7 separate regions of the Mus musculus genome follow, and regions 2, 3, 4, 5, 6 and 7 are each linked to region 1. Evidence: chromatin contacts called from public ChIA-PET, HiChIP or PLAC-seq and promoter capture Hi-C data. All regions are on one chromosome and are shown on one strand. The core of a region is the stretch at or near the end of the contact, and the rest is flanking DNA. Distances in the headings are between cores, read along the strand shown. Region 1 holds the start of Pim1 (proviral integration site 1). Region 2 holds the start of E230001N04Rik (a long non-coding RNA gene). Region 3 holds the start of Srpk1 (serine/arginine-rich protein specific kinase 1). Region 4 holds the start of Mapk14 (mitogen-activated protein kinase 14). Region 5 holds the start of Mapk13 (mitogen-activated protein kinase 13). Region 6 holds the start of Bnip5 (BCL2 interacting protein 5). Region 7 holds the start of Kctd20 (potassium channel tetramerisation domain containing 20).

Region 1 (3,085 bases), core at 279-2,778:
GAAATATGTAATGTTTTGTAAGAGGCATCCATAAAAGTTATGGAGTCTCTGGGCATCTTTATAAGCAGCATGGAAAACTTGTAAAGGAAGCATTTAAACGCGTGCGCTAATGACTACATCCACAACAGGCTCGTTCCTCCTTTAAAGATCTCTCAGACCTAAGAACAACAACAAAAATAACGAACAAGGGGTGTAGCTGGCTGTCCATGACTCTGGCCACCAGTATCTCAGTTTATATGGATTACACAGAATGAGAGTTTACCCATTTCCACACGTCGTTATCAACTCTCCATGAAGTTCAAAAGGACAAAAGATGAAAGCGGACTCGGCTAGCTTTCCGTGGTATTTCCACGTGCATGTGGGGACTTTCCTTTGAGACAAGGCTGGGGTGGGGGCCAATAATATCTGGTATCGCCTGACTGCTAATACCAAGCTGATGAGAAGGTAACTACCGCAACAACCTCTGATTAAACCCAGCGGCACCCTCCCACCCTCGCCCGCGATCAGGAATTTTCCTGCTCCTCCCGCCCTCTCAGAAGGGGCTGAGGCAGCATTTGGCAAGAGAAAGCTAACGTTTGTGTCGTGATTTCCTCTCTCAGGCGCTCGGACATGGACCGAGGGGATCAGGTACCCCGGGTCCCTTCTAATTCTCTCTGCATTTCTAAATTGAGAATCTTTGTCACCGGCTCCTCGCATCCCAGGTCTCCCCCACTTTTCCTCGCAGGCCTGTGACTGGCCTCGGTGTGCAAAATGCCGGTGACTCACGTCTTGCACAGCCTTCGCCCCCAAAAACACAATCATCACCCCCAGGATCTAGCCCACATAACATCGTCAACCCGCCCCAGCAGCCTTGGAGGTCTCCGGGCTGAGTCACACCAGAGGACCACCCTGGTCGGCATCCACACACACGCGGTCCCTACTCATGGCTTCCGCGCCCGCCACACCAACGCCCTTCCATTTCTCACAACTTGCTACGCTCCAGCTCCAATCCTCGACCCCCCTCCACAACCCAAATCTCCGGGAAACACAGAGCCGGCAGAGCTGGCCTCGGGCGGCCTTTGATGGCTTTGTTATTGTTTGGGTTTGAATCGATACGCCCCTCCCCATCCTTCCTCCCCCGCCCGCGCGCGCCACCCAGCTCCCGCCTCCCTGCACGCCCAGCGCCCCTCCCCCTCCGTTTTGGCGCCTTTTCCTTCCCGCCACGTCGTGGCGGCGTTAGCGACCATTCTGACCGCGAGGCGAGAGGCGGGGCCCGCAACGCCTTATGCAAATAGGGCGTCTTCTGGTTGGCTGAAGCCGCGCCCGAGGGCGGGGCCGGGGAGAGGGGTGTAGCCGCGAGGGGGCGGAGCGGAGGGGAGCGGCCCTGGTCCCGCCGCCTCCCCGCCCCCTCTCCGCCCTCCGCCGCCGAGCCAGCCCGGCTCCCCACCTCGGCCTCCCGGAGAGGCCCCGCCCCGTCCCCGCCCGCCGCGCGCGCCCTCCCCAGCGGCGCGCTCCGCCCCTTTACTCCTGGCGGCGGGGCGAGCCGGGCGTCTGCAGCAGCGGCCGTGGCGGCGGAGGAGGCTGGAGGGGAGTCGGCAGTGCCGGCGGCGGGATCGGCAGTAGCAGCAGCAGCAGCAGTCACAGTCAGCAGCAGCCCTGGGTCCCGCAGCGCCTCTCGCCCTGCCGCCTCCCGCACTGCCTGACCCAGCCGGCGAACCCGCCCGCGGCCAGCCCCGCCAGCGCCCTCAGTCGTCCTCCGACTCGCCCTCGGCCTTGCGCGCCAGCCGCAGCCAGAGCCGCAACGCCACCCGCAGTCTGAGTCCCGGCCGTCGGCTCAGCCCCAGCTCGCTCCGCCGCCGCTGCTGCTCGTCCCGGCACCGGCGCCGCACCGACACCCTGGAGGTGGGGATGCTCCTGTCCAAGATCAACTCCCTGGCCCACCTGCGCGCCGCGCCCTGCAACGACCTGCACGCCACCAAGCTGGCGCCGGGTGAGTGTCCCCACCCCACCCTGGGCGCGCGGGTCGTTGGGACGCCGGGAGACCCCCGCGTGGGTCGAGCGCGCTGAGTGTCCCGTGCCTCTTTCCTAGGCAAAGAGAAGGAGCCCCTGGAGTCGCAGTACCAGGTGGGCCCGCTGTTGGGCAGCGGTGGCTTCGGCTCGGTCTACTCTGGCATCCGCGTCGCCGACAACTTGCCGGTGAGTGGGCAACGCCGCCTCGGGGAGGGCGCGCGGAGGGATGCTTTGAGCAGGAGGGTCTGATGGAGACTCGGGGGTCTTCTTCCAGGTGGCCATTAAGCACGTGGAGAAGGACCGGATTTCCGATTGGGGAGAACTGGTGAGTGAGCCGGAGCCAGAGACCCTCTCATGGGTGGGTGGGTGGCGACGGGCGTGCCGGAACCGGCGCGCTAACCCTCGCCCTCACTCTGCAGCCCAATGGCACCCGAGTGCCCATGGAAGTGGTCCTGTTGAAGAAGGTGAGCTCGGACTTCTCGGGCGTCATTAGACTTCTGGACTGGTTCGAGAGGCCCGATAGTTTCGTGCTGATCCTGGAGAGGCCCGAACCGGTGCAAGACCTCTTCGACTTTATCACCGAACGAGGAGCCCTACAGGAGGACCTGGCCCGAGGATTCTTCTGGCAGGTGCTGGAGGCCGTGCGGCATTGCCACAACTGCGGGGTTCTCCACCGCGACATCAAGGACGAGAACATCTTAATCGACCTGAGCCGCGGCGAAATCAAACTCATCGACTTCGGGTCGGGGGCGCTGCTCAAGGACACAGTCTACACGGACTTTGATGGTGAGCCAGGCCCCGGGGAGGGAGCTGCCCAAGGTGCCGGCCTGGAAGCCTCTGGCGGCCTCGGCTCCGGCCCTTTGTAAAGGTCATTGGGCCGCCTGGCTCAGAGCTGGCAGGGGTGGGGCAGAGGCGAGCTTCCCGGCATAGTACAGCCGGGGATTTCGAGCTGGTTGAACGAACCTGCAACATTTCTGGCGTGATTGGGGTTTTGTTGTTGTTGTTGTTTTTGTTGTTGCTGCTGGTGTTTGCTTGTTTTTCTTTTCAGCAGGAATTTATTAAATTCCATGCTTTCCCGGTGAATAAGAGGTCGTGG
Region 2 (3,085 bases), core at 272-2,771, 970 kb before region 1:
CTCAGAGATTGGAGGAAGGAGCCGCTGACATTAAAGTTACCCTCAGGGAGTTTGTGCTAAGCTTCAAACACTTGGGGGCACAGAGTGAAAAGATAGCAGCTGCTGACATACCTGCTCCTGTGGTACAGCGCCACAGACAGGGGCAGAAGGCGCAGGGGAGGGGCTGTGGACATGAATAAATTGGTACAATGCTTGCCAAACATGGAGAAACATGAAGGAGACCCCAGCTCCCTCCATCCATGAGGTGGGGTGGGGATGTGAGGTACACACCTGTTATCCCAGCATTCCGGAGATAGAGGCAGGAAGATCAGATGTTTAAGGCTATTCTTGGCTAAATAGAAAATTTGAGATCAGCCTGGGCTAGAGATCTTGTCAAAAAAAAAAAAAAAAAAAAAAAAAAGCCTTTGTATGGCTGAGCCACTAGTTAGGTGTTCTTTGCAGGAACAGTCTCTGTCTCTGTCTCTGTCTCTGTCTCTCTCTCTCTCTCACACACACACACACACACACACACAGGTACTGTGATCCTACAGTCACCTCCCACCTCCTGACCTACCTGGGAATGCACCTTCCACGGGAGAGGCTCTGACAATCTCAACTCTATTTTGATCCTTTTAAACAGCCTCCAACCTGTTCTAGGTTTTATTGCTTAATTATGTTCTGTGGTATCCTCACCCCACCCCCACCCCCCACCCCCGTTTCCCTGTAGGCTGTAAACTCCTTCATGACTGGGTTAGGGGCAGGATTGTTCTTTGATACCATTTAATTATAGTCTAAAAATGAAGCCAGGCTTCATACCCACAGGCTTGGGTCCCAACCTGGTTCCAACACTTAGCTATCTGGCTTAGGGTCCTGGTTCCAACACTTAGCTATCGGGCTTAGGGTCCTCTGAGAGCTCAGACTCAGTTCCTAGGCTGTAAAAGGCACCAGAAATACAACAGGGCAAAGATCACAAGACCTAAAATGCTGGGAAGGAGTTGGTACGTGGTGAGCATGGAACACTTTGTCCTCCTTCCCTGAATAGCTGAGACCTTCCATGAATTAGAGAACCAAGTCTTCACTGATTAGTGCTCGCTCTGGGGTACTTGACAAGAGAAAGGAGACACTGAATAATTACATAGCGCAGTGGATAAAGGTGCCGCCAAGCCTGACATGAGTTGGGGTCTCACAAGGTAGAAGACGAGAACCAACTCCCACAAATTGCCTGCCCTCATATCTCCAGATGCACGTTATAGCACATGAGCCCCAGCCCCCTACAGTAAATTTAATAAAAAGGCATTACATCTATCCCAGGATCATATCCTGGGTGCATGGCCACTCCACCCGGCTTAGTGACAACCTGTGAACCGCAGACTTGGTGAGAGAAAAACAGTCCCTAAGAATGGCGCCAAGCATAAATATCTGTTGAATCAAAAATCAAGCGAGTCAATAAAAAAGCAAAGACAGAAACGTCCCACCCCGCCGAGCCCCCAGCCCAGCCGCACCCTGTCCTGGAGCCCTATTAAGCCATAGTCCCCAAAGTCCGCTTGTCTACAGCCCCGCCTCCGATTGCCTTGGAAACAGTGACGTTAATCGAGGGGGTGTGGCCTCTCTCCATCCTCTCAAACGTTGTGAGCCGCGCCTTAGCACAACCTGGAGGGGAAGATGAGGTTAAGGTTGCTGGGTACTCCCCCGTTCCTTAGGCCGGAGATAGCTAAGCACACCGGTCTGCGCCCACGAGAGAGCCCACCTTGCGCTTGCCCTTGGCAATTTAGCGTAAGATCGCGAGAGTGCGGGCCTGGGTCCCCGGGAACCGCCCCTGGCGATTTAGGGGGCTTCTGGAGACTGCAGGCTTGGGTCCTCGGAAGACCACCATACTCTCCACCCTCGACGTTGTCCTGGTGGGCGCAGTCCTGCGCCTACCCGGGCACCCCAGACTCGCTGCGCGCCCTAGGCGCGGGCGGGAAGGGGTTAAGCAAGGTGCTGGCTCGGGGCGCGGCTCACGGCGCGTGTGGAGGAGGGGAGCGGGGAAGAAAGTGAGAGCGGGGGCGGGGGACCCGAGCGAAAGAACATCCTGTGCCGCCGCCGGATGCGAGAGGCGGGGGCGCGGGGGAAGCTGGGCGATGCGCTCCGCCCCGCGCTCCTCCTCCCGGGCGCTGCCCGCTCCCGCGCTTCGTACTGCTTCTTCTGGTCCCCACGCCTTCGCGGGTCATGAGCTTGCCAGAGGGGCCCCTCAGCTCGAGTTCCCCGGCAGGGGTAAGCGCGGGGAGTATGGGATCCGCTGTGAGGAACGGGCGCCCCCCTCACCCCCCAAGCTTTTTCCGCTGCACACTGATGGCGAGCTGTCCCCTGCGCAGCGCTAGGATCGGCACCTTCTCTGAGCCAGTCCTGCTGCCAGTACTTTCAGGACTAACACAGAAAAGCTGGTTGTGGAATTCGAAGCCCTCACACTCCTGGGATTAGAACCGGAATCGGTCGGGCCGCAGGGGGCTTTTCACTGGGAATAGCGAAGACTCAAATCCCTTAGCTGATAAGGCTCGGGAGAGAGGCCTCTCGGAAGTCATGATAGGCGCTTGCCGACACAGTTCGATCCCCAGGTCGCACAAGGTGAAAGGCGAGAGCCACCGATTTACATAAATTGCCCTCTGACCTCCATACATGTGCCTTGGACACCCATGCTTGGGGAAGCCAGGTATGGTGGCTTTGAACCCAGCACTCAAGAGGCAGACGCAAGAAGATCTCTAGTTGAGGCCGAGCTCTTGGACTACTACATAGACTGGGGAAAAAAAAAGTTAAAAAAAAATATGGGGGTGGAGGGAGCTAGCTATCTAGGCAATGCTCTTTACTTGATCCAATCAGAAAAGAGCCTCACCAGCAGATACAATGGCGCTATTAATGTCAGCTTTTCAAAATACAGGCTTAGCACCAAACTGCTATGTAATGATGACCTTGAACTTCTGACCACCCATACCTCTACCTCCGGAGAGTGCGGGCAGGGCATGGGGGGCGAGGTTACAGAAGTGCAGCACAGCCGGGTGTATAGCAGACCCTCAACACCACCTGGAGCCCTAAGGACGCTGAAACACCCGTGGCCCACGCTTGGTTGAGG
Region 3 (3,085 bases), core at 404-2,903, 870 kb before region 1:
AGGAAGACTTCTAATGTGTGGCAGAGCAGTGCAGACCCAGCTTGATAATACAAAACACCAAATAAATGGGAAAACACAGAAAACAGTTCCTCTGAAACAGAGTGCTAAGCAGAGAACTCTCTAAGTCCACCCGGAGGAACCTCTGCAACTAAATGTTAGTACAAGATCCTTCGTAAAGCTAACTTCTAAGCTCACAATGGCAGTGAGCCTGCAGTGGTGGCACATGCCCCTTAATCCCAGGATTCTCAGAGCCAAAAACAAGAGGATAAATTCAAGGCCAACCTGGTCTACATAGGGAGTTCCAGGTCAGCCAAGGCTATCTCAAAAAACAAAGACGTTGGTGGGAATGGTAGCAGCTAAGCTCACTTGAATAAGCCTCCACCCAGCGTTTCTATCAGACTGTGCCCTCTTTTGTGCACACACACCCCCAACACCACTAAACCACTATTACACATCAAATCGGGCAAGTGTAGCACTAGGCCCACCAAGCCGGAATCACCCAACCGGCACCAGCAATTTGACTCTGGACATTACTCCGACGTTACTGCTCTGAGGACCTGATAGTACGGCCCGCCGGTAATGCATAACTTAGCCGGCACACCGAGTGGACAGCAACGCCACAGAGTCTCCCAGACTTAGGAAGCAGAGTAATCAGGCGCGAGGAAGACTCCCGGCCGTCCTCCTCTACCCAAGCGAGCGTGTGGTTGGCAGGGCCAAGGGTAAACAGGGAAAATTCATTCAACAATTTCCCGATGGCGTAGCGTGCGGACAGACGTAGGAGGCAAGTTAAGACGCTGCGGAGCACGGAAGGAAGAGCAGAGTTCACAGACAGGCAGGTAATGATTGCCAGCTCCGGCTGCCGGGCCACACCTGGGCCTCCTCGATGGAGTTGGCGAGTGGTGCCGGGCAGGCTCCGGGTCTTTCCAGCAGACCCGAGCCTGGAGACCCAGCTACCTTCCACATGATTCCCGGAGGGCGAATCACACAGCGGCCCAGTAACCATGTGGCGGGGAGGGGTTGGGGGGGAACCGCCCGAAGCGCACAACCCGGTAGGGGGAGGAGGTCCCCGAGGAAACGCAAAGGGCGGGATGTTGGGGTACAAGACTCACTTCCTTTGGGCTTTGTCCTTCTTGGCCTTGGTCCTTTTCTTTCGGGCCTGGAGCGCGAGCACTGCGGGAGAGAGGGATGGATGAAGGGCCGATGTAAGTGGGAGGCGGGGAGCGGCGCGAGCACGCAGGGCGACCGGGCCTGAGGCTGCGGGCCGAGCGCGGGGCGGGCTGCTCGGGGTGCACAGCGGCTGCCAGGCCCGGCGCGCCCAAAGAGGCTCGGGCCGGCCATGAGGCCTCGCCGCCCCGGCCTGGGGGCTGCGGAGCGAGGGGCGGGGACGGCGGGCGCCGGAGGACGCCGCAGCCGAGGGGCGAGAGGCAAGAGTGACGCCGCTTCAGGGGGCCGCGACAGTGGCCAGAGAGGCGCCTGGCGCCCAGTCGGGGACCGCCGTGGCTCCTCGTGGCGGAGGCCGCTCCGCCGCTCACCTTTCCGCTCCATGGCGAGACCGGTAACCGCCAGGCGCCTGCGCACTCGAGTGACGCCGACTCGGGCTCCCGCCGCGGCCCAAATCCCAGCTCTTCCTCCCGGCGCGCGCCGGCCCCGCCTCCGGGCCCGCCCGACCACGCCCCACACGGCGTCGCGCGCCTGCGTGGTGAACACAGAGCCTACCACCTGCTCCGGGGTGTACGAGAGTGGAGGGCAAGGGACCGAGGGATCCTGAATGGGAAGCTGGTTTTAGTGTCCCGCCATAAAGCGCGCGGCTTGAAGTTCTTACCTCCTGAGGAAAGGCAGGGCTCCGCAGTCAGTCGGGATTTGCCTCAGTTTCCCCGGCCTGCAAAACTGCTTAACCCAAACATATCCCAGTTCCTGTCTGAGCTGTTGTAAGGGCCAATTAAGACATTAAAGAAAATGGGAAATTAAATTGTATGTGGATACACACAGAACAAAGGCTGGAAGGAGGGAACGTGTGCCTCTGTCCTCTTCTAAAGATAAAACCTTGGGCCAGCAGCCCATGCCTTTAATCCCAGCACTCCAGAAGCAGGTGTATCTTTATGAGTTCCAGGCCAGCAAGGCATATATAATGAGATCCTGACCCAAAATAAATCAATAAGAACTGGATGGGGGGGCGGTATGGGGGACTTTTGGGATAGCATTGGAAATGTAACTGAGGAAAATACGTAATAAAAAAATATTAAAAAAAAAAAAAAGAACTGGATCAGAAGCTGGGCAGTGGTGGTGCACGCCTTTAATCCCAGCACTTGGAAAGCAGAGGCAGGCAGATTTCTGAGTTCGAGGCCAGCCTGGTCTACAGAGTGAGTTCCAAGACAGCCAGGGCTACACAGAGACACCCTGTCTCGAAAAACCAAAAAAGAAAAAAGAAAAAAAGAAAAGAACTGGACCAGAAGACAGCTCAGCAAGTAAAGGTGCCTTAAGGACCTGAATTCAAATCCAAATAGGGCCAATTCCCACAGGTCTCTCTCTGACTTGCACACAGGACCCATGGCACATGCAACAACCCCTCACCCATAAGTAAGCTAAACAATTATTTTAAGTAAAAGCAAACACTTCTAAAGGGAATTTTCTAGCTGCAAGTTGAAAGCCTTAAAGGAAGGGTGTGAATGGGAATTCTGTTTTCTCCTTGAAGAACTCTCTTCATCGTAGGACTTACCGGGTGTTTCCATACTGTCAAGTGCATGATCTTATTAGATGCTGATGTCAACTTCAGGCCAAGGTAGTTATTATCCCCATTACAGAAAGATGAGAACGTGGAAAGGATTGTGTGCTCAGAATCTTGCTGTCCCAACCCAATGATTCAGGCATCAAAACTCCTATAGTAAAGTAGAATCAGCAGGCATTTATGAGAGAGATGGGGGAGGAACATGAGGCTCTCTAGACCCCAGTATTTCTTCCAAAACATAGACTGTGGGTACTGCTGTGGAGATTTATAGTAGGCACTGAAATTCGCAATTGGAATTGTATACTTTTCATGTGTTTCAGAACTCTCCTTTAGATCTTTTTTGTGATTTTCTTTTTGTTG
Region 4 (3,085 bases), core at 402-2,901, 800 kb before region 1:
CCGGACCGCTCCCGACCCAGGCTCACCTGGTTTCCGGTGGCCCGCAGGAGCGCAGACGCTGGGGACAGACTCGGCTCCAGCCTGGCTGGCGGCAGCGCTGCGGACGCGGAGGCCGGCAGTTCCGGAGCCGTTGCTGCAGAACCCGCGGGCGTTCCGGCTGTGCGGGTGACGGGCGAGGATGGCATCTGGGCCGAGGAGAAGGGGTCCCTGCTGCCCTCCACATACCCGGATCTTCTAGAAATAGCCACGAGAATAAGATTTCCCCTTTCTCCTGCTCGGTGTAGGCATGGGTGGATGTGGGTTCTTACGGGTCTAACTTTCCCCATTCACTTTTATTAGCTTTCTCGGCTTCTACGGAAGATTCCACTAGGTGGGAATGCAGGGTCGCATTGATCTTGTAGAGACTAGAACCAGGGCCTAAGAAAGCTCAACAGACTTACCTAAATGAGATGCGGTCAGAATGCTCGCCCTAGTAGTTCTCCATACTCTCAGAGGCATGAATTAAGTCTTTAATACCCACCCCCCAATTTTCTTTTAAATTTCTAAACTTTGGATGGCTCTAAAGGGCAAGAGTCGGTCTCAAACCCGAGTGATGGTTTTTGGGGTGTTGCACATACGGTCTCATCACTACACAGCAGAGGCTTGGTCTCCTGGTTTTTCCAAATGCTAGAATTACAGGATTTGTAAATACAAATAAACAAATAAATAAATAAACAAATAAATAAATAAGAAGGGTCCCCTGGTCTTTCCAAATGCTGGAATTACAGGTTGTGTATAAATAAATAAATAAGAGAAAGGTCTCTTGGTCTTTTCAAATGCTGGAATTACAGGTTCTGTACATATAAATAAATAGTATGAAAGGGTCTCCTGGTCTTTCTAAATGCTGGAATTACAGGCTGTGTAAATAGATATATATGTATGCATGTATATGAAGGGTTTTCTGGTCTTTCCAAATGCCGGAATTGCAGGTGGTGTAAATATAAATAAATAAATGAGAAGACCTTCCTGAAATGGAATGACCTACTTGCAGTGTGTGTGTGTACCTTCCCCTTCCAGTAGTGGGTATTGAACCCAGGGCCTTGCAAATGCTGGTCCCCAGCCTGGAAGTGGCCATTCATGATGTCTACCTCTGACCTCGTGCATTGGAACTCCCTGTGGGTCCCTGGAACCTCCTTCTGCCACTTCTGCCTGAAAACATGTAGGAGCGCCTGGAGGGAGAGCCTGGGCTTTGAGGCAAGACTAATATTTGCCTAGGGGGCAGGTTTCACCAGCATCCCGAGGTGAGCCACTTGTCCTTGAGCAGACCGGAATGCGACAGCTTTCTGGACAGGGCCTGTCTGTTCTTTCAAGTTGTTCTTGGAAATTGACGACTCTAGTGAGCAGGTTGCTCGGAGTTCAAAGATCATTTGGCTCTCTTCCCCGACGCTGTCACAGCGGCTTTCCGCCATGGCGCCAGGCATTCGCCCGTGCGACCACAGAGAGGCGCGCGCGCCCCGCGCTGCGGCCTCCACCCTTGGCGCCCCGGGGAGCCCAGTCCCCGAGAGTTCCTGCCTCGGCTCCCCAAGCCGCGTCCCTCTTCTCGCGAGATCTGCCGGCCCTGCGCGCTCTTCTCGCGACCCCCCGCCCCGTGGGCAGGTTCCATATTGGGTAAGATCTGGATTCAGAGCGGGGCCTCCTTGGAGCTGTTCTCGCGAGAGTTCCGCGAGAGGCTCCCGGCCGCTGCCTGTGGGATCGCCGCCACTGGAGCCCAAGCGGGGCGCTGAAGCGCGAGCGGGTGTCTTGCGGCGTCGGCGTGCGCTCCCTCCCCGGGGAGCGGCTGCAGGAGGACCGCGGCGGGAGCAGCCTCGAGCCGTGCAGCCGGCTCCGGCACCTTGCCGACGCTCGTAGGAGCCGCCGCGGCTGACAGGGGCGGCGGGTCGCAGCCTCCACACCTGCGCGGGTGGCGGGCGCGGGGTCCGGTCTGCCGCGGGCGGGCGCAGAGGAGAGCGTGCGGCTGCAGGCAGGAGCCCCCGCTCGGCCACCTCCTCGCCCCGCTGCTGCCGCTGGAAGATGTCGCAGGAGAGGCCCACGTTCTACCGGCAGGAGCTGAACAAGACCATCTGGGAGGTGCCCGAACGATACCAGAACCTGTCCCCGGTGGGCTCGGGCGCCTATGGCTCGGTGTGGTGAGTGTCGCCGGGCCTCGGGTTAGGGGTGGGGTGGGGGGACGCGGTGGAGCAAGCAGGGTGGCCCTGCATGCCTGAGGGCCAGGCCTGTCCCCACAGCTCAGCGATGCGCCCAGCGGCAGGAATTCTCCTCCGGGCGTGTCTGGGGGTGCAGGGGGCAGCTGGAGCGGGACGTGTCCTGCACCCCTCGCCCTGCATACGCAGGTCGGGGGCGAGCCGTGTGCGGGAGCGGGTCAGCTGCGGACGCGGTGGGATGCTTCTCTACCCTGCGCTCTCCCTGCTCCCAAGACTGGCCCTCCCGGGGGTCCTCTGCTGCAGCGCGGCCTCAGGACCCTGCCTCCGGGTACCGCCACTCGGGACGCGGGAGCCCTGCCCCGGGGAGCAGACGAGCTGGGCGGAGCTCCAGCGAGGAGCTGTAGGGCAAAGCCTGACCCGGGGACTGCGGTCACCTGAACGAAACTTGCAAGAGAAAGCGCTCCTTTCCCGGAATTTTTTTTTTTTTCCTTTTTTCTCCCCCTTTTCCCATTTTTGCAAGCCTCCATCGAAAAATCCTGTCTCAGGAAACGTTCCTTTGGGATTCGCACTTGAATTAGCAGCACCCCGAAGAGCTTAAAATACCGACTTTATCTCGGGGACCACGGTGCCAGCTTGCGTGGTGTGTTTCCGATTCGGTTGAAAGCGTATTTCCTTTTCGGGGAGGGAGGGTGGCAGCGCCTTGCAAGGACGCTCCAGCTCGCCGCTTAGTCACATACCACTGCTCATTTCAGTATTGTTTGACAAAACAGTTTTCCATACCGAGCAGAGGGGCGCCCCTCAAGATCAAGAAGGTAGGACTAGAGCTGGAGGTGTAGATAGCTTTTAATTGAAGTAATTCATGGGGGTGCTTTTCTTTTTTTTAAGTCCCTTAGAAGATTTGCGGA
Region 5 (3,085 bases), core at 289-2,788, 720 kb before region 1:
AGGTGGATTTCTGAGTTCGAGGCCAGCCTGGTCTACAAAGTGAGTTCCAGGACAGCCAGGGCTACACAGAGAAACCCTGCTCGAGAAAACAACAACAACAACAATAAAAACATCACCACCGGGCTGGAGAGATGGCTCAGCGGTTAAGAGAACTATCTGCTCTTCCAGAAGCCCTGAGTTCAATTCCCAGCAACCACTGTAATGGGATCCAATGCCCTCTTCTGGTGTGTCTGAAGACAGCTACAGTGTACTCATATACATAAAATAAATTAATCTTAAAAAGCTAAAAACAAAACAAAACCATCACCACCAGTATCAAACAAACTCCGGTGGATGTTTAAATCTTTGTGAACTCTGGGGACTGTAGAATTAGCAGCCGTCGACTCTGGGTGTAAGACAGCAAATCTCTCATGAGAAGAAGGATTGGATGCCTGGAGTTTGTTTCAGAAAAATGGGGAAGAGGAATAGAGTCTGAGCCCTGGTCAGTCGCTGAGCCTTAGGATCTGAGAGTCCTGCTTACTGAAAAGACAAGAGTCCTGGGGTCACAGGAGCTCATGTAGAACCCCATGAATTGTAGGGTTCTTGTGTTGTTGTTGTTGTTTGGGGATCTCCGGAGGGTTTTCTGGGAGGAGGGGTGTTGAGACAGAGTTTCTCTGTGTAGCCTTGGCTGTCCTGGAACTCTGTAGACCAGGCTGGCCTCAAACTCAGAAATCCACCTGCCTCTGCCTTCCAAGTGCTGGGATTAAAGGCGTGTGCACCACGATGCCTATTTTTGTTTATTTATTTGCTTATTTGTTTTGTTTAACTATGTGCATGATGACCTGGGTGCTGGAAGCCAAACTCAGGTCATCCTCAAGAGCGGTGCAGTCTCTAACCTGCTGAACAACCTCTCCATCTTTCTGTGGGGTCTCACTATGTAACCTATGCTGGTCTCCAGTTTACTGCGTAGTCAAGAATGACGTTATTTCTCTATCCTTCCTTCCTCCCTCCCTTCCTCCCTTCTTCTCCCCTTCCCTCTCTTCCCACCCTCTCTATCTCTCCCTCCTTTCTTCTATCCCTCTCTTCCTTCTCTGTTCATTCTCTGTATCTCTCCTCTCTAGTCTCTCCTCTCCCTTCTTCCTCAGGGTCTCACCTAGTCTGGCATTGAACTATGTACTGAACTGGACTCAAAATCGTAGCAATTCTCCTGTCTCTGCCTCTATCTCCTGTGTTGAGTACAGACCTGAGCCACCACGCCTTACATGTGAAGGGTATATTTCTTAAACTAGCCCAACTAGCAACAAGTTGAGCGCCCCCCCCCCCGCGCCCTAACCCCATTCCCAACTCTTCCTACAGTCTCTAGGCAGCCTCGCAGGCACCCCTTTCCCGCAGGGCACCCCCCTCCTCCCTCAGCACCTGCAGCAGGTGGCTGGTGGGGCCTGGGGCGTTCGCCGGTGATGGGCGGAGTCCGGAGCGCGGGCGAGCGGTGGGCGGGCCGGGGCGGGAACGTACCTGGGCGAGGCGGCAGGTGCGCCGCCCCACGGGGGAGGAGCGGGCGCGGGGCGGGAGGGGACCGCGGCGGGACACCCGGGCCGGGAGCCCGCGGGCAGCCACCGCAACCTCCTCGCAGGACCGCCACCACGGGGTCCGGGATGAGCCTCACTCGGAAAAGGGGCTTCTACAAGCAGGACATCAACAAGACTGCCTGGGAGCTACCCAAGACCTACCTGGCGCCCGCGCACGTCGGCAGCGGGGCCTATGGAGCGGTGTGGTGAGACCCGGGGACCCCAGGAATCAGAGGAGCCACGGGCCACCCCTCGGCAGCCTCCCCGAGTGAGCCCGGTGGCAGTGGGGCCCCTGTGGGTTGAGTCGCTGGCGAATCTGGTTCTCCAAGGCTGTAACTTTTTAAAAGGGATCTCGGAGTTCGTGGGACAGATCCCTGCGGTTGCAGATGAGGCCCCAAGAGGGGAACTTGCCAAATCGCAGAGCAGGGACTCCTGGCCTGCTCTGCATCCTGTCAGCAAGAACTGCTTCTCTCCTTGCTCTGCCGCCCCTTCCTTGGCGTCGCCCCCTACTCACACACACTCTCTCTCTCTCTCTCTCTCTCTCTCTCTCTCTCTCTCTCTCTCTTTCTGCTGGTCTCCGGCCAGCCTGGGGAGCACAGAATGGGGGTGGCCTAGGACAGGGCTGGAGGGATCTCCAGTTTAGGCCCTTTGCGCCGCCCCTCCCCCTCACCTGCCTGTGACCCCGCAGCTCGGCCATCGACAAGCGGACAGGGGAGAAGGTGGCCATCAAGAAGCTGAGCCGGCCCTTCCAGTCGGAGATCTTTGCCAAGCGCGCTTACCGCGAGCTTCTGCTCTTGAAGCACATGCACCATGAGAACGTAGGCTGCCTCGGGGTGTGGATGTGCCGGGGATCGGAGGGCAGGGAGAGGGGCCCAGGAGGGGCCTGCCCAGGGTCGTGCGCGCAGGGCCAGGAGAAAGAACTTCCTCTGCTCCACCCTGGTTTCTCAGCTCTCTAAGGAGAGCCCAATGAGAAGATGCCAGGGCCTGCCCAGCTCGCTTCCCAGAAAACACACAACCTTTTCTTGATTGTGAGGAGGAAGTAGGCACAGGGGAGCTTCGCGATTGGTTCTGTGAGGACTCCAGTCCGATGAGCCTGGGCACTTGAGCTAAAGCTGCCTCCATTCTGGCCACTCTAAGTCTAACAATAAATACTGAGTATTTAATGCATGCGGGGGTGGGGGCTGGCTAACTTTTATAATCCTCTCCGTAACACATGCCAAGGCACAGAAAGGTTTCCCCGGTTCTGCAGCGGCAGAGCTGAGGTTGGAAGGGGCGGGAGGCAGAGCCTGGTGCCTGACCATTTGACCATCCTGTCTGATGGAAACAGACCCCGTGACCCAGCTCTGGGCCAGGCAGAAGGGCTAGGGTCCATTTCAAATAGAGCCTTGTACATCGTGAACCCTAATCCTTTCAGATAACCTTTCCTCAGTGGCCTCCAGCTTCGAGGTGGAGGGGACTTGCCTCTAGCTCTGGACAGACTGACAGATGTGGCTAGAGACCCGGGGTCCAAGGCTAGAGCTGAGGTCCAGAGTCCCAAGGAC
Region 6 (3,085 bases), core at 203-2,702, 580 kb before region 1:
GCCCTGCAGGAGCACATCCTGCATACTGTCAGCCTACACTAACTCAGCATACCCAATACAGTCTCTATTCCGAGCATAAGAGGCTAAAGCTTGCCCCAGGCCCCGTGTCTAAGATCCATAAGGGATGCCTGGCTAGAGGTTCCCCTGTCCCCACCCCTGGCCAGGCAGGCCCTGTTTGTTTATGGTACAAATAAATAATTATACACAAACACTATAAGCCCTTTCACCTCGGTGATTGCGTTGACTCTGACAGCACCCAGTGAATCAGACTGTCTGGCGTGGGTACTGCGGCCCTGAGCTGCTGACACACAGTCAAAGTCCCAGAGCTGGGAGCAGAGAGCAGGACCTAAACATTCCTCTCTGGTCCAATTCCAAATCACACACACACACACACACACACACACACACACACATCCTGACTGTGTAGTCACACATCTATATATGTGTATAGAGATTGGACACATGTACCCCAAGTACAAAGCTTATGAATCCAGAGTGGGCCTCACAGCCCCATAGCCAATGGCTCTATGCTTAAGCTCACGAGGTCTCTCTCGGGCCCATACCACCCAGAGCTCAGAACCTTCCAGGCAGGGGAGAGCCAGGTGAAGCCAAGAGCAAAGCCATTATTTTGGACTCCTGCAGAGAGAGGTACAGATGCTTTCATGACTCTTGCCTTCTCACAGGCTGGGCAGTGAGGGGTTCTTCGGGGACCCCTGAGCCTGGAGTGGGAAACCTGTTCTTGGCCACACCCGGCCCCACTTGTTAAGCAACGACCAATCAAGGTCTCTCTGTGTGTGGTGGTAGTGGTGTGTGCGTGTGTGTGAGAGTGTGTGTGAGTGTGTGTGCATGCGTGCGAGGTGCATTCATTCATGTGTGGTATATGTATGTGTGGTGTGTATGTGTGTGTATGTGGGTGTGTGGTGTGTATGTGTGTGTTTGTGGTGTATGTTTTATGTGTGTGTGAGAGAGAGTGTGTGTGCTTGGTATGGTGTGTGTGTGTGTGTATGCATGTGTTTATGGTGTGTGTGGTGTGTGCAGGGGTGTCATGGGGGGTGTACCACGGCATGCATGGGAAGATTCGGATGAAGTTTTGAACTCAGGCTTGGATATCATGAGCAAGCACCTCTTCCTTCTGAGTCACACTCCATCTTTTTTTAAAAACAGACCCTAGGAAGACCAGCAAGCTAGAAGCAGAATTAGGTCTGGATTCGGGTCTATTACTCTTATGTCCAGCATCCTTTGGGACCCTGAAATACCCACCCATTGCCCTGGTTCCAAAAGCGAAGATTCAACCTACCTCAGACCACAGGAGTCGCTGCTGTCCCGGGGCATCCCTTGGCTGGGATTCCTTGATCTGGGCATTGTTCCTTGTTATGTAGAAGTCCTTTGTGGGTCAGCTCCAGCACTTCCAGGGAGAAGAAGCTGCTGTTGCGTGCAACTGCTAACACTATTCAGAGGGACTCAGAACTCCTGGCTTATATATAGTATTGTTTCCCTGGAGCTGAGCTCACAGGTAGCCAACCAGAGAGGAGGGCTGGCCACCAGGTTGCTTCCCGCCCAGGTTGCTTCCCGCTCCTCTGGGCTGTGGCAGAGATAGGAAGCTCTCTACCCAGGAGAGAGAGAGAGAGGAGAAAAAACACACACAGTTTCAGTTGACAGCTTCCTTATTGTACCTGAACGAAACCAGCGCTTAGAAACCAGCTTCATGTCTGGCCCGCGTTATGAAATTGAAATCCAAGCTTTCTTGGCGCCTCCAAGACTAAAGACCAGCACCATATTTAAAAAAAAAAAAAAAAAAAAAAAAAAAAAGACTTCCAATTCCCAATAGCCAACTTCTTAGGGGCTTGCTGGGTTTGTTTTTTGAGTTTGGGTTTTATTTATTTGTTTGTTTGTTTGTTTTTTGTTTTTGTTTTGTTTTGAGACAAAGGCCTGACTATTCTCTGTCATTTTGTCCTACCCTGCCCCCCCCCCAAAAAAAAGCTCTGGGGGCTGAAGAGATGGCCCAGTGATTAAAAGCACTGGCTGCTCTTGCAGAGAACCTGGGTTCAGTTCCTAGCAGCCATGTGATGATTTAATTCCAGTTCAAGGGGATCTAATGCCCTCTTCTGACCTCTATGGACACTGTGCAGGTATACACATACATTTATGTAAGCAAAATGCTCATGCACACAAATAAATATTTGAAAATGTCCTTTACACACACGCACACACACAACACTTTGGCCAAATTTAATCATGTGCTTTTTTTTTTTTAGATTTATTTATTATATGTAAGTCCACTGTAGCTATCTTCAGACCCCCCTGAAGAGGGTGTCTTTCATTATGGTTGTGAGCCACCATGTGGTTGCTGGGATTTGAACTCAGGACCTCTGGAAGAGCAGTCAGTGCTCTTAACCACTGAGCTATCTCTCCAGCCCCAATCATACACTCTTTTAATCCCAATATGCTGGAGGGAGAGGCAGGCAGATCTCTGTGAGTTTAAAGTCACATAGCTACATAGCCAGTTTCAGACCAGTTAATGATATTGAGACCTTGTCCCTCTCTCTCCCCGAAAAAAAAAGGTTATGATAAAATTTCTGTAGTGTGCATTTTATCACATCAAAAAGAAGCCAATGGAGGGGCAGGTGTGGGGTCACTGTGCAGATGTGGGGTCACTGTGCAGGTGTGGGCTTATTGTACAGGTGTGGGGTCACTGTGCAGGTGTGAGGTCACTGTGCAGGTGTGGGGTCACTGTGCAGGTGTGAGGTCACTGTGCAGGTGTGAGGTCACTGTGCAGGTGTGAGGTCACTGTGCAGATGTGGGGTCATTGTTCAGGCATCTGCCTGAAACTGCCCAATCCCACCCCAGACATGCTTGTATTGTGTGCCAGCGCTCACAGGAGGGAAGCTTCTGTGCCTGCACCTCTCTCATCAATGCTCCTCCAAGACCAAATCTTAGTCTGCAGCCCTAGAGACAGAGCCAGGGGTCTGAGGAACAGGGCTAGCCACAGGGTGTGTGTGGAGCCCAGTACAAAATGATTACAAAGGACCCTTCTTGAAAAGATATTAAGGCAGTGGGGTGTGGTGGTGCACACTTATAATCCCAG
Region 7 (3,085 bases), core at 293-2,792, 540 kb before region 1:
TTGGAAATGAAAGAAAGAGGAAGTTGATTGTCCTGTATTCAGAACAAGAAAGGCAGTAGTTCCACCGTGGGTATGGAGACTGCACAGGGGCACAGGATTAGAAGAGGAAACTTTTGGAATGAAATTTTAATCAGTGGGTATGTTCTCTGTAGTTCCAAGGCCCAGAGATGCCAGCACATGATCTCATTACTGTGTTGGCTTTTTTGTGACATTACTGTGTTGGTGGTCGTATTTGGTTTGTTTTGAGACATGGTTTCCTCTGTGTAGCCCTGGCTGTTCTGGAATTCACTTTGTAGACCCAGTTTCCTGACTGGATTCCCTGACTTCCCTTAGTGACAGGTGGTATGGGGGAAACTGGGCAAGGTAGACCCGTCCCCCTCCTCCCCTCCCCCCCCCAGAAGCAACATAAGCCAAATAAGGGGGACCTCGATTTCCTGATCCTCCTGCCTCTACCTCCCAAGTGCTAGGATTAATGCTGTGCACACAGGTATTCCCTATATTTTTTTGCGTGGTTTTATTAGTTTATTTAGTGCTCAGCAGCAGTTTTAAAGTAGAATAATGTCAGCACTTGGGAGACAGGGACAGGAGGATGAGGAGTCCAAAGCCATCCTTGGCTACACAGCAAATTCAACATGGGCTGCGGCGTCACATCTCAATAAAATGAACTCGGACCTGGAGACGTAGCTCAACTGGTAGAATAATGGCCTAGGGTGCATGAAGCCCTGGGTTACACCAGAGCCCTTCATAATTCGGCTACGGTAGGGCTTGTCTGTAACCCTATCCATCACTCACATGGTGAAGGTCGGATCAGAGGTGCAAGGCCATACTGGGATAAAGGAGACTGTCTCAAAAAACAAAGAACACCCCATGTATTAAGAGTGGAGAGCCAGGGAGGAGGGAGAAGGGAAATAAAGGTTAAAACAAGCAAACCCCCAATAGAACGAAACACCCAAAACTAGAAGTCTGTGCAATCATTGTGATGGTGTAATCAACTGGTCTGATAACTTTCTTAAGTACAAAAGCCACAAGTCCCCGTGACCCTGAGAGATGGAGCCAGGTTCCTCCTCTCAGGTTCCCTTGTGCGGTTCACAGGAAGCAAGGCAACCAGCTTTCTAATAGTTTGCTTCCAGGTAACATGAAACCTGTAGAATCTTGTTTGCTATCGCAGATTGTTCCGTGAAACTCAAGAGTTGGGGGGAAGTTTTTGTTTTCTCTTTTATCTTGTTTTGTTGTTGTTGATGTTTTTCTGTCTTTGGGCTGCAGTTCATATCCATCCGCCACACAAAGGCGATAGGCTCATCTTTCCGTGAGCATCACGCGTTCCGGGGCGACCCAGCCTCTTTCACCTTCGAGCCTGCAGCTCGCTTTCCTGTCTGAGCCCCTTGGGTGATGGAGCGCAAGCGGCGGCGGCGCGCGTTACTGGGCCGCCCTGGCGAAGAGCCCCAGTTCCCGGCCGGCCGGGCAGGCAGGCGAGGCCCCGGCCTATGGCGGAGTCCGCGGCGGGGGCGGGGCGAGCCGCGCGGCCTTCCCGGCATGCCCCGCGGTGGGCGGGGCTCTTGTTTTGAAGGGCCGGGTGACTCAACCGGGGATCCGCGGCCAGGGCGGGGGCGCGCGGTGGCCGGAGCTTGGAGGTGGCTTCGGGGCTCGGTGTCGGAGAGCGCGGCAGCAAGCGGCCGGTGAGTGCCGAGTGACAGGGTGGGCGGGCGAGCGGGCAGGTGATGGCGCGGGCTGATGATGGCGGCGGGCGCGACGCTGCGGCCTGAGAGGCCCCGTGCGGGCTCCTCCCCGGCCTGGGGAGAAAGGAGAAGCCGGGCGAGGCTGCCGACCAACCACGCAGGGCCACCGGTAGCCCAGGCTGGGGAAGGTTGGTCGCGCTTTCCCAGAACCTCTGGAATCTTCTGTCGGTCCTGTCGCCCCTCTGTTGTCATCCCATGCTTAGTGCAGAACTGGGAGATTTTTTTCTTGCATATAAGAACTTTTTATAGCAGACAGTGTCGTCAGGCTTGCGCCATGAGGACACCTCCTCCCCTTTGTGGGAATTTGTCATTCTTTCTGAACATTCCTGGATTGGGCTGATTTACTATTTAGAAGTAAATCTAATCTTTTAAGTGAGAATTCAGCAAACGAACTAACAGACAGGCCAGGAACTCTGACCAACCAAGCTCTTTCACGGTGTCTGTTTGCTGATAGACAATTGTTTACCTAGAAATTTGAGATTTCTTTTTAAATGATCTCCCAAACAGAATGTTGGAATAATATTAGTTGTGACGAACCTTGAATTAGAACGTCAACCCCACTCCAGAGGAACAAAAACAAAATCTTAAAGTAGCAGTTCTCAAACGCGTTTTGCAGGTCGCTAGCACGGCTCCCAGAAATTAATTCTAGAAATCTAGGGTGGACCCCTGAGTCTACTAGTGCTGGCAGGCAACCACCCCGCTTGGGCCGCCTTGGTAAGCCAGGAACCGGACCTTAGGAAACCAAGATTAGCTTGGCCTGAGGACTGTAAATACTGTCTCATGTCCTTTTCTTTCTGTTGACTTACTCCTCTCCTGTCCGTAATCAGTCGGGAGTCAAGAAGCCCTGATTCGGAAGGCTGTGTGAGAAAGGATAGTGCTTTCTGGAGCCCTTACATGAGAGCAGGAAATGGCTTTTTATCCATATCCTGTTATTGCCTGGGTGGGAGAAAGATGGCGTGGATCAGGCTAACCCACCTTGTTTCTCTCAGGAGCCTGTTGGTAGGATCGTGGGAGCTTGAGCATGTCATTAGGTCTTGGCTCCCACCTCAGCTCTCTGCTTTCCTTCTCATGGTATCAGCCAGGGAGTGCCCGGAGCCTGGGGGGTCTCTGATTCCCTGGGATGTGCCAGCATCAGTAGTATTTATGGGCTTTTAGTTGTGGGTATCAATTCACTAGCTACAGAATATCTGAATGATGCCTAGCTTACACAGTACAACTGAAGTAAGGCATGTTAGAGACAGTATCCCAAGCGTGGCTCAGAATTCCCTTGCTGTCTGGCAGAAATGAGGGTTGGATGACCTCCACATCTGCCAAAGGTGTTTTCTACATCTTGATGTCTCTTGAGACTC

The links. Promoter capture Hi-C pulls out the DNA fragments that hold promoters and counts their contacts. ChIA-PET counts read pairs in DNA pulled down with a chosen protein or histone mark. HiChIP or PLAC-seq counts read pairs in DNA pulled down with a chosen protein or histone mark.
Region 2: a contact with region 1 is called in a FOXA1 HiChIP or PLAC-seq map of pancreatic cancer cells. The contact joins the promoter of E230001N04Rik here to the promoter of Pim1 in region 1. A contact is called at or near these places in 1 of 484 Hi-C or Micro-C datasets (CD4 T cells) and 2 of 115 datasets of contacts at active chromatin or transcription factors (pancreatic cancer cells and regulatory T cell precursor).
Region 3: an RNA polymerase II ChIA-PET map of memory CD8 T cells shows a contact between it and region 1, with 21 read pairs. The contact joins the promoter of Srpk1 here to the promoter of Pim1 in region 1. A contact is called at or near these places in 2 of 115 datasets of contacts at active chromatin or transcription factors (kidney and memory CD8 T cells).
Region 4: an RNA polymerase II ChIA-PET map of memory CD8 T cells shows a contact between it and region 1, with 17 read pairs. The contact joins the promoter of Mapk14 here to the promoter of Pim1 in region 1. A contact is called at or near these places in 2 of 39 promoter capture datasets (cranial neural crest and embryonic stem cells), 3 of 484 Hi-C or Micro-C datasets (CD4 T cells, embryonic stem cells and spermatogonial stem cells) and 3 of 115 datasets of contacts at active chromatin or transcription factors (embryonic stem cells, memory CD8 T cells and pancreatic cancer cells).
Region 5: a contact with region 1 is called in a FOXA1 HiChIP or PLAC-seq map of pancreatic cancer cells. The contact joins the promoter of Mapk13 here to the promoter of Pim1 in region 1. A contact is called at or near these places in 2 of 115 datasets of contacts at active chromatin or transcription factors (T-cell acute lymphoblastic leukemia and pancreatic cancer cells).
Region 6: a contact with region 1 is called in a FOXA1 HiChIP or PLAC-seq map of pancreatic cancer cells. The contact joins the promoter of Bnip5 here to the promoter of Pim1 in region 1. A contact is called at or near these places in 5 of 39 promoter capture datasets (cranial neural crest, frontonasal cranial neural crest, maxillary cranial neural crest and 2 more) and 2 of 115 datasets of contacts at active chromatin or transcription factors (memory CD8 T cells and pancreatic cancer cells).
Region 7: a contact with region 1 is called in a promoter capture Hi-C map of pre-B cells, with 5 times the contacts expected there. The contact joins the promoter of Kctd20 here to the promoter of Pim1 in region 1. A contact is called at or near these places in 5 of 39 promoter capture datasets (the C10 cell line, cranial neural crest, frontonasal cranial neural crest and 2 more) and 2 of 115 datasets of contacts at active chromatin or transcription factors (memory CD8 T cells and pancreatic cancer cells).

Annotation. Positions count from the first base shown.
Region 1 is chr17:29,489,257-29,492,341 of GRCm38.p6, forward strand. It overlaps Pim1 (proviral integration site 1), which reads left to right and starts at 1,529. Exons shown (of 6, transcript NM_008842.4): 1 at 1,529-1,969; 2 at 2,069-2,175; 3 at 2,264-2,314; 4 at 2,409-2,775. The coding sequence starts at 1,888. It overlaps Gm26885 (predicted gene, 26885), which reads right to left and starts at 2,288. Exons shown (of 4, transcript NR_168683.1): 1 at 1,921-2,288.
Region 2 is chr17:28,521,135-28,524,219 of GRCm38.p6, forward strand. It overlaps E230001N04Rik (a long non-coding RNA gene), which reads left to right and starts at 1,522. Exons shown (of 2, transcript XR_385504.4): 1 at 1,522-2,232.
Region 3 is chr17:28,620,868-28,623,952 of GRCm38.p6, forward strand. Srpk1 (serine/arginine-rich protein specific kinase 1) reads right to left here and starts at 1,654. Exons shown (of 16, transcript NM_016795.4): 1 at 1,533-1,654; 2 at 1,110-1,170. The coding sequence starts at 1,545.
Region 4 is chr17:28,689,691-28,692,775 of GRCm38.p6, forward strand. Mapk14 (mitogen-activated protein kinase 14) reads left to right here and starts at 1,652. Exons shown (of 12, transcript NM_011951.3): 1 at 1,652-2,165. The coding sequence starts at 2,050. Slc26a8 (solute carrier family 26, member 8) reads right to left here and starts at 297. Exons shown (of 20, transcript NM_001290320.1): 1 at 27-297.
Region 5 is chr17:28,767,779-28,770,863 of GRCm38.p6, forward strand. It overlaps Mapk13 (mitogen-activated protein kinase 13), which reads left to right and starts at 1,539. Exons shown (of 12, transcript NM_011950.2): 1 at 1,539-1,750; 2 at 2,233-2,362. The coding sequence starts at 1,632.
Region 6 is chr17:28,913,872-28,916,956 of GRCm38.p6, forward strand. It overlaps Bnip5 (BCL2 interacting protein 5), which reads right to left and starts at 1,453. Exons shown (of 12, transcript NM_172450.3): 1 at 1,298-1,453. The coding sequence starts at 1,362.
Region 7 is chr17:28,950,894-28,953,978 of GRCm38.p6, forward strand. It overlaps Kctd20 (potassium channel tetramerisation domain containing 20), which reads left to right and starts at 1,543. Exons shown (of 8, transcript NM_001356300.1): 1 at 1,543-1,676.